3 separate regions of the Mus musculus genome follow, and all the other regions are linked to region 3. Evidence: chromatin contacts called from public HiChIP or PLAC-seq and Micro-C data. All regions are on one chromosome and are shown on one strand. The core of a region is the stretch at or near the end of the contact, and the rest is flanking DNA. Distances in the headings are between cores, read along the strand shown.

The links. Hi-C and Micro-C count contacts between places; a contact is called where the count stands out from the background. HiChIP or PLAC-seq counts read pairs in DNA pulled down with a chosen protein or histone mark.
Region 1: a BATF HiChIP or PLAC-seq map of CD8 T cells shows a contact between it and region 3, with 16 read pairs. The contact joins two enhancer-like sites. A contact is called at or near these places in 1 of 15 datasets of contacts at CTCF or cohesin (CD8 T cells), 1 of 484 Hi-C or Micro-C datasets (muscle stem cells) and 2 of 115 datasets of contacts at active chromatin or transcription factors (CD8 T cells and pancreatic cancer cells).
Region 2: a contact with region 3 is called in a Micro-C map of muscle stem cells, with 5 times the contacts expected there. The contact joins two enhancer-like sites. A contact is called at or near these places in 1 of 15 datasets of contacts at CTCF or cohesin (CD8 T cells), 2 of 484 Hi-C or Micro-C datasets (bone marrow-derived macrophages and muscle stem cells) and 1 of 115 datasets of contacts at active chromatin or transcription factors (CD8 T cells).

The regions. Positions count from the first base shown.
Region 1 is chr13:37,139,434-37,142,836 of GRCm38.p6, reverse strand. No RefSeq gene overlaps it. Among named protein-coding and RNA genes, the nearest start is that of Gm30549, 70 kb to the right of the region's middle. Within about 2 kb of position 1,851, at least 4 of the 459 cell types and tissues checked have an H3K27ac peak or open chromatin away from gene starts, as enhancers often do. A contact at or near this core is called in CD8 T cells, where this site is marked.
Region 2 is chr13:37,235,917-37,239,138 of GRCm38.p6, reverse strand. No RefSeq gene overlaps it. Among named protein-coding and RNA genes, the nearest start is that of Gm30600, 12 kb to the left of the region's middle. Within about 2 kb of position 1,553, at least 1 of the 459 cell types and tissues checked has an H3K27ac peak or open chromatin away from gene starts, as enhancers often do. A contact at or near this core is called in muscle stem cells, where this site is marked.
Region 3 is chr13:37,009,624-37,012,694 of GRCm38.p6, reverse strand. All of the region lies in intron 3 of F13a1 (coagulation factor XIII, A1 subunit), which reads left to right. Among named protein-coding and RNA genes, the nearest start is that of Gm30240, 22 kb to the right of the region's middle. Within about 2 kb of position 1,739, at least 36 of the 459 cell types and tissues checked have an H3K27ac peak or open chromatin away from gene starts, as enhancers often do. A contact at or near this core is called in CD8 T cells and muscle stem cells, where this site is marked.

The sequences.
Region 1 (3,403 bases), core at 602-3,101, 130 kb before region 3:
GCTCTACAAATAGATTATTTATTAGTCTGTGCCTTGTGGTTCACACTGGACAGGTGGTGTTTACTGGCAAAAGTAAGATACAGAGTTATCCAACCTCTGATTTTTAGTCAAAGTTGAGCCAGCTGCTGCCCTATAAATGGAATCACCCAGGGAAAGACAGTGCAAAGCCACTGTTTCATTCAATATGGAGTAAGTATGAGTATGGTCCAGCCTGATCTCTGCATGGGTTAATATCCTTTATGTCCTTTGTGGAGTAGCTGATGTAGTTGGAAAGATGTCATTTAGTTGGGTACATGATTAGTATCCAGGAATGATTTATAATCATATCATTTTGGCTTTCCAAATCCTCAGACCAATGCTATAGTCATCCCAATAAAACTGAATCTGTTTAGATTTGAAAATAAAATGGACTCAGTTCTTGCTTCCCCAGGCAGGCCTCAGGTACACACATCTTCAGAGATTTCAGAATGGAACTTCCTTGTATGGACTCACCAGTCTTTAGGATAGATTTTTTTTTAAAAGATTCATTTTTATGTGGATGGATGCTTTCCTTCATGTATATGTTTGTTCTGTGTGTATACAGATCCCACCGAGGCCAGAAAATGGTGTTGGATCCTCCTGGAACTGGAGATACAGATGTTTTGAGCCATGCTGAGGGTGTAGGCAAGTGTACCAGGCTCCTGTGGAAGAGTAGCCAGTACTCTGAGTTACTGAACCACCTCTTCAGCCTAGTTTGTAATTTTTGAACCAAGGACAGTTTTTTTCTCCTTAATGGAGCAAAATTCAAGAGAAGTAAAATTAAATCCAGGATTGTGAACACTCTCATTAACAGAGTGAAAGAAAATTACCGTGGACTATAGGATAAGCGTGTGAACTTCCCAGGAAAAAAGCTATATCCATGTTAAAGATTCACAGTCAGAAAATTGTCTTGTACTAGATGTTAGCCCCCTAACAGACATTTGTTTTCTTAAAGGTATCACTATAGCATCCATCTACCATGTGCAACCTTTGGGGCTATATTGACTGACCGTACCTTAAGGATGCCACTGACCAGCACCTGAAGCCAAGAGCAAAGGCCTTCCTACCTTTCTATAAACCATGTGATGTTTCCATTAATGCGCTTGAAAATTGCCTTGATTTAAGGTTTCTTCTTCTTCTTCTTCTTCTTCTTCTTCTTCTTCTTCTTCTTCTACTACTTCTTCTTCTTCTTCTTTCTTCTTCTTCTTCTTCTTCTTCTTCTTCTTCTTCTTCTTCTTCTTCTTCTTCCTCTTCTTCTTCTGTGACTATAAAAACTTAATGGAATCTTTACCACATTGAAGCATGTGGTATCTGAGACAATTGAACCCATTATTCACGGGCCATGAGCAAAGAGCAAAGCTTTGTAAACTTCTTGGGTGAAGCGATTTCCTCAAGGTCTGGCATCATAGCAGAAGGTGTGACCTGGTGGTAGTCATGGTAATGAATGGACTGGGTGACAGGGAGAACAGTGGTAATAGAGCCCTTAACACTCAACAGGAGAATCAGAAGGAAGGTGCACGACCCTCATCTGCGAAGTCACCCATCACTCATCCCTGTCTTCCAGTTGCAAGGGATCATGGGAGGAGGAGAAGATGGGACTCTGTAATGTACTTTCAGAAGGTTCTCATGCATGGCAGCATGTGACTTTTAGGTGGTCTAAATGCTCTTGGGTAACTCTTCACCCCTCCAAGTAATCCTTTATCCGTGCTCCCATATGTAGGTCTAGTAAAGTTATTGGTTTGCCAAATTAGACATGGGTGGAACCTTGGTTTGTTATTGGTGACTCATCTCGTACCATTTAGACACTTGCGAAGGAAGGCCTCTTTGTAAAGGAAAAGTAATGCCACATACACAGAAAAGGATAAATTCAGAACATTGTCTGTGGTTTGGGTTAGAGATGTTATAGTGATTCAGTTATGAGTCTATTTCTAGGGAACATTTCTCAAAAGCCACATAGTGAAAGAAATAATAATAATGTACCCTTTTGGTTTCTTTTTATAACTGCAAAATATTTAAGATTTACTTATTTTTATTTTATGTGTATGAATGGTTTGCCTGTGTGTATGAATATGCATTATGTGTGTGGCTGGTACCCATGCAGAGAAAAAGAAGTTATCGAATTTCCTAGAATAAGAGCTGCCATGTGGCTTCTGAGAACCAAATCCAGGTATTCTGCAAGAGAAGTTAAGTGATCTTAATGTCTGAGTCATTTCTTTAGCTCCTAGTTATATTTAAAAATATATAAAATAAAAGAGAAGTGAGCTACTGTACTAGATTTATTTTTGCTTAATGTGCAGAGAAGAGAGTGGGCTGAGATTATTATCACTGTTCCTGTCTTTTTAGCAATGAGCTAAATAGTGGAACTTGAATATAAAATATGTTTTCAATGGGCATCATCTGCTGTCCATAATGGTGAGCAAGACAATTGGAACAAATGTTTTTGTTGAGGACAAGTAAAGAAATCTTGATGAAATAGGAGATTCATATATATATATATATATATATATATATATATATATATATATATATATGAATGATAATATATATCACTGTATTAACCATGGTTTGTATGTAGCATCAGTTTTTACAGTTTTATGGAATGTTACTCTTTCTAATTAAACTGTGCTAGAATTTACTCTTTTGAAATATGGTAGCATTTTCACTTAACCATTTAATATGCTCATTCATTAAAAAGTTTACTATGCAAAAAGAAAAGAAACAAAAAGTATTAATCCTTGACAAGTTTTGAAGCTACTCCGTGAGCCACAGGACATACTGTAAGAGCAGACTTCAGCAGAATCTCAGGGAAAGAGAACAGAAGTCGAGCCCACCCAGTGTGGAAGGCTGACATCACCCCTCATACGCACAGGCAATGGCAGTGGGAGTAGGTGAGAGTCAGACAAAGTTCCTACTGCCGCATGCAGCAGTGTGAGGAATTCTGAGGCTTCTATGGGTGAAACAGGAAAGAATTTCAGGACAAGTTACTATGAAGCAGCATTGGAGTTTATTAGAAGGGATATAGTTAGCAACATTAAGGGTTGGGAGAGAAAAATGGAGACTGACTCTCAGGGAAGGGAGAGCATATGCCTAAATGTGGGCTTAGGTGTCTACAAAGAGTTCCAGTATTTCAGCAACAGCAGCATGTAGGACCTGGATGGATTCAGACATATTGCTTAAAGGTGTTTAAGGAGCTCTCTAATGTTTTCCTCAATAAATGAGATAGATACTATGGTTTCTGGGAGATACACTGAATAAACTTTACAGGCTGATAAGATCAAGGTACAAGGCTTGTCTAGGGAGTTAAAACTTGTTTTCATAGGCAACAAAATTTATAGTCTTTATTTGTGAGATTCCCATTAATTGCAGGTTTGTGACTTGAGAGAGT
Region 2 (3,222 bases), core at 304-2,803, 230 kb before region 3:
GTGGACTCCCATGTGCCAGGTTGTGTGCGAGGTTCTGGAAATAATGAGAAAAATAAGATGTAATTTCCGTCTCAAGGAGACATTAGACTTAAAGGCCTATGGCCATGCAAACACATGACTGTGCTAAGGCAGTGTTTGTAGAGGGTGTAGTGCACTGGAGACTCTTGCAGTTCTGCCCACTGGCTTATACCTACCCACCGATGGTTTTATACTAAGTGAGTTTCAGGAAGGAAACTTGAGCCCACTGGATTTTCAGTCTCCTCTCCACAGAAAGATAGATGTTTGGGTTACTGCAAGCTGGGAGTCCAGTCTGTTAAGTGAACACTCACCAGACTGGAAGTGTGACCACTGGGGCACGCTAAGTACAGATAAAGTAAGATTCTCAAAGACAGAGGTCATGCAAAAGCAAGGGCTTTAGTATAAAGTCTGTCCAGTTGCAGAAATGGAGATCAAGCCTGCTGTAACAGTGAAAAAATTGAAAAGATATATGACAGAGAATTAGGCATCATTGAAACACTTTACAATAGAATCATATAAAAGAACAGGCTGTTGAAGTCTACACATTTGTGTCTATTTTATGTTGTTACTTTCTGTTTATATTTATAAATTATTCTCTTTCTATCTCACTTATCAGCTGAGTTTATTGGTACAAGAACTGGAAAAATGCAGAAAGATCTTCCTTGCACGGTTAACAAAGAAACATTGGGATGCTGACTTAGTGTCTATTTGAATTCTCTCTGCTTTTGATTTTCATTTTTGTCTATTTTTTAAATTTCAGTTTGGGCAGTGAACGTGTTTTGGTTTTATAATCTGAAAAATAAACCACAAAAGTAGATGTTACTTATGAAACAGTGTTTCTTACTTATCTGGTGACTGGGTAGAGATGACCAGGTCATTCTGACCGTGTTAACTGTCAGTCTGGAGATGACACAACCACACTTGGCCTCGATTGGCACTCTGGTTAGCTCAGTAGGTAGACTGGGTGGTGTGACTTTGGTTGGTCCACTTGGTGATTCATGACCATAAAATGCTGTTACAAAGACCATATCACATGTTTCCTATAAATTCTAGGTGTTTTTATTGTCTTTTTTTTTTAAATTAAGGCAACAAATTCAGTTTGAAAAATATTTTTAAAGCCAACCATTTCTAAACGTTTTATTGATTCTTTTGGTGTTGTTGGAAACAATATTCCTTTAAAAAGATCCTTTGTCAAGAAAGTGATTTGGACTCTATGTGCAGCCTCCTTTCATGGGTTTACTGACTTGTATACAGTCCATGAAAGCAATACGGATGCCTCGTTCCTTTTTGTTTTGTTGAAATGAATCTTAAAAGCAAAGTCTCCAGTAGCAAATCTCACACAAAAATTTCCTCCCTCTTGCCCTTTTGTTTCTTTGTTTCTGATGAACTCATTTCTTCCTTGTTCTAGAAAACTTGATGGCAGATGCTACTTGTCCTTTGCTTCTGAGATGGTAGCCTGCATCCATCCTTGACCACCCGGGTTTAACTATATTTGGTCCTGCATGGCGGCAAGCACTGAGGTGGCACACTGAGAGCTCACAGAGCATGGCAATCTTACTAGTCCTGGCTTTCACAGTTCATCACTCATGGCTGGTGTCACACAGGGTTGGCAGTCAGGATGGAAACACCCAGCAGCTGGGCATCCAGCTGCCAGTTCATCAATTTGAGAAGTGAGTCTGTTTCCGTCAAAGTCCTTGCATGCAGAGTGTGTGTGTGTGTGTGTGTGTGTGTGCCCATAGTACCTTCCTCTAGGATTTACTTCTCTATCCTATGTTAAAACAGCTGCTCATGTATTCTCCTAATATGATTCCCACCAGCAGAGAAAATCAGAAGCCACATGGTGGGTGAGACATTCCCTCAGAAAATGGTAAGGACAGAATCTCAGGTTAGGATGTGTAAAGTTGGCCTCCTCCTCTCAGTTCTGCTTCTGGAATTTGAGAAGAATGTGGACAAGTCCTTTTACCTTTCCCTTCCCTTTCTCTGGATAAGCACATTTGTGTCTTCTATTGTAGAATTATGAGTCTGGAGTAGACCCTGACCTGAAGTGCTCAAACCCATAAGAAGGTTCTAACTTATAAGCCAGAAAAGGAGAGTCCCATAGAAACAGGTCTGAGAGCTAGACAGAAGCAAATTTGAGAATGACAAACATACAGAGCTGAATACTTATATAAAACTGGATGAGGGGGTATGAGGCAAGGACACATAAAAATATATCATATTTGCTCAGCTCAGCTTCATGTTGACTTTATGTGGGGAAGAGTGACATAATCCATAGAGGGATTGACTAAGACAGGGGTTCAAGAGCCAAAGTGGACAGAAACACAGACTGTTTCTTATTTAGGTGTGTCATATTCTGATACCACTCTCCTCGTTGATAAGAGAAGGAGAGGGAGGATCAGAGAGGAAAAAGTGAGAGATGGGGATAGAGAGAGAGAAAAGAGGAAGGGGGACAGAGATGTCTGCATCTAGATGAAGTTTTAAATGCACATATCCTGATTAATACTGGCAACTGTTAGGAGGTTTAAATGGAAGGAGCTTAGTGGACACACTGGCATAGATACAGGGATAGTGTATAGATACAGAGATGGTAGTGCATAGATGTGGAGATGGTGTATAAATGTGGAGATGGTGGTATAGAGATACAGAGATGGTGCATAAATACAATGGTGGTGTATAGACGTAGAGATGGTATACAGATGTGGATATGGTATATAGATGTGAAAATGATGGTGTATAGATGTTAGGGTGGGCAAGGTATTCAGAGAACAACCAGGACAGTCTAACCTTCAAGAATTTGCAACAGCAGATGACACTTCTTGGTTCCAAGATAGAAAGGGCCAGTGAGACTTGGCCCATACAGATAAATGCACCACAGTGGAAGCCATTATAGAGAATTTTAATTGGGCAACATGGCTGCTCTGGCCAGAGATCACATATCTGACTGGAATGCAAATGTACCACACACCTTTAATCTTTCTGGAACATACTCCTTTAGTCCCTCTGTCTAAAATACACACACCTCTTTAGTACAAAATTTTTATTCTAAACCATGATGTATAATTGAGGGGCAGACAAAGTAATTAATCAGAGAAAGATTTGACAGAATGAGTCAGAGACAGGATACACCCAATTCTCATGAGAACAGGCAGGAAAGAGGATCTACTTAAAGAGCAGTGAGGGAGAGAGTCAGTTGAGTTCAGTCAG
Region 3 (3,071 bases), core at 490-2,989:
ATAGAGTAATGTTTGAGTACATGTACACAGTGTTGAATATCCACTTCACACACAGATCATCTGTCTTTTCAAACCTACTTCTTCGTGATGACAACATCCAAATCCTCTCTTTGACAAATTTCATTGTCACAATACATTGATTTTGGCTATAATATCATCCAAAGCATTTCACCTATTCACCTGTCTCTTTGTCTCCATTAGTCAATCTCTATATTCCTCCTTGTTCTATCCCTCCCTAGGCCCCAGTAACCAGGATTATATTCTACTTCTGTGAGCTTAGCTTTTTCTATTCTGAGTGACTTCATGTCTTATCTGTATTACCATATCTGGACACTTATTTAAAATTATGAATCTAAGCCCATTGGTATTTTTGGAAATGCCAGGGTTTCACTCTTTCATCACTAAATATTATTCCATTGAACATATGAATTATTTTAATTTTTCCTTTTACCAACAGTGTTGTGAACACTGATGGAAAGAATGTAAAGGTACAAATGGTTGTTGTGCATACCGATCTCATGTCCTTGAGTGCACACTGGTATTCTAAACCTGTCTTTAGACCAATGGTTCTCAGCTTTTGGGTCATTCCAACCCTTGGGTGGATGACTCTTTCACAGGGGTTACCATCTGAAAACACAGATATTTACATTATGATTCATAACAGCACTAAACTTACAGTTATGAAGTAGCAACACAAATAATTTTGTGGTTAGAGATCACCACAGCAGGAGGAACTGTATTAAAGGGTCACAGCATTAGGAAGGTTGAGAACCACTGCTTAGGAGTCAGTTCCAGACAGAGTAATAGGAATTCTGGAAACAGTTACTCAATAGTTAACAGGCTAGCAGTCTGGAAGGAGACTGCAGGCAAAAGCTGTCGAGTAAAGTCTCAGACAAGGCAGGTAGGTCTAGAGAAGAAAGTTGAGGAATTAGGAGTGTTTTTTGAGGGTAAGAGCCATGACTGGCCTGTATGTGTGAAGGGGTTTGTTCATGAAAGCCAAATGGCTTGTTCTCCAATGTACACTAGCTTTAATAGAAAAAAAAATTCCTTCATGGATTAAAGCCCCTTTCTATATTCAGAGCTTAGGCAGGATGCACTCTCCAGGCACAGAGATGGAGGTCAATTCTAGATAGCCTGTGAGCACCGAATCTCCATAATGAAGCCAGTCTGCTAATGGTTGGTAACTTATTTTCTGATTTCTGGTGATGGGCTGGGACATCTGGATTCTCTACATAGCACATTATTATCCTCCCCAAACATCCATTTCATTGTGTTAGAGTCCAATGCAAACCTAGAAAAACTTTTATTAAATGATCAGAATCTTATTAACATGATCAAATCCAATTAAGTCACCATTAGTTTTCAAGAGCATTTTGAATCAGCTCAAGAAAACGTGCAGGCCTCTGTAGAGACAAGAGTTAAAGAGATTTTGCCAGGACCTGTTTCTTCTACAGACTAACCAAAGTGCCTCTGGGAAGGCTCTAGAAGGGAGAGATAGACAGCCTATCTAGAAATATAATTTCCTGCTTGGAGCTGCGAAAGAAAACGTAAATTTCAAAACAGGTTTCTGGAGGAGATATGTAAAATGATAATAAGATGAGTTATAATAAAATCAAGTATTTAATCTTAAGCATTCATTTAAATGGAAAGCAGACATTATGTTCATGAGTCATAACTTGAGCAGCTGTTGTCATCTGCCTAGCCTGTGCTCATGTAGAGCTTCAGCTCTGTGTATGACGAAACAGGAAGTGCTCCCAGAACGGCAGGCTGAGTTCATCTATTGTGAGTATGCTCTGCATGGAGATATATTGACAGCAGTTTCTCTAATTCAAAGAGAAGTCCCTGTGACAGTAGCTAGTCCTTTTCTGTCAGCTCTTGCTCATACATTTACTCAAACTGGCTCTTTCCGATGACTGGCTGCAGCTCTGGAGAAAGCAGCATCCTAAAAACACATGACCACTTGATGAGGGAATGTGGAGAGACAAAGTGAAAAGTGTAGAGAGATGGCACAAGGGGCAGGAAAGGTTGGGTGCCATGAGTCAGTGGTGACTAAAAGATGATGCTGAAGGTTGAATCTGTAGTCAAGGCAGAAGGGAGGAGTTGAAAGAGGAGACGGGTCCAGAGTCAACTGTCTGATGAATTAACAGGATTAGCCATGCTGATAAGCATGTTTCTATAAATACTTTAACACCCATTGCTGCTCATAGGTAAAGCTGATGTCCATCACAAGGTACATTTCATGAAGTAACAACATAATACTTTTATACACAAATTATACATAATACACAAAATTATAGTCGCTTTCCCCACCATACATATTTTGCATGTATAGAAATTGTCTGCACACAATAAGGACTTTAGATACCCTCCCACATAAGGTTAGCCAGGATCTGACAGAATTGAATGGAACATGATCTGGGACACAAGGAGAGTCTAGGATGGGTGTTGGAAATGCTGGCATACAGAAGAATTAAATGTATTGTCCTTAACAACCCTAAGATATATGTGTATGAAATCAGGGAAGTTTCTAGAAATCTAGAGGAATATGTCAGGGGGCAGAGAGTGGAGAGAGAATCTTATAGTGAACAATATGGACACATTCCCAAATGTATGAAAACTCTGTTTCTATGAGAGAAAGAAAGCATCAGGAGCCAGGAACATTTGATTGGATAGGGTGTATCATTGGTTGGCCTTAGAATTGCATGGTGGCTAAATTCATCAGAGGTCAGATAAAGCTGAGATCCTCATTAAAGATGAAAACATGTAGAGAGGAGAAAACCTACCTATAAGGACTGGTTTCCTGAGCAAACTGGAATGGAGCTAGGAAATGAATCCATCAAGCACTGGAGATGATATATGGATCCTTTCCAACCTCTTCACAGTGGAGACAAGAGGCTCAAGCTCCTTCTGCCTTCTAGTAAAGAGCCAAGCCAGCCTCTGCACCTGTCTGAGATATGCAGGGTATGCAGGTGGCTGTAGACACTCAAGATTCTGGGTGGAGGTTGGTTGGTTTAGCTAGTAGAAAACATAAAAAGATAACTTGCAGGGAAAATAGGCCTCACTAGTAGGAA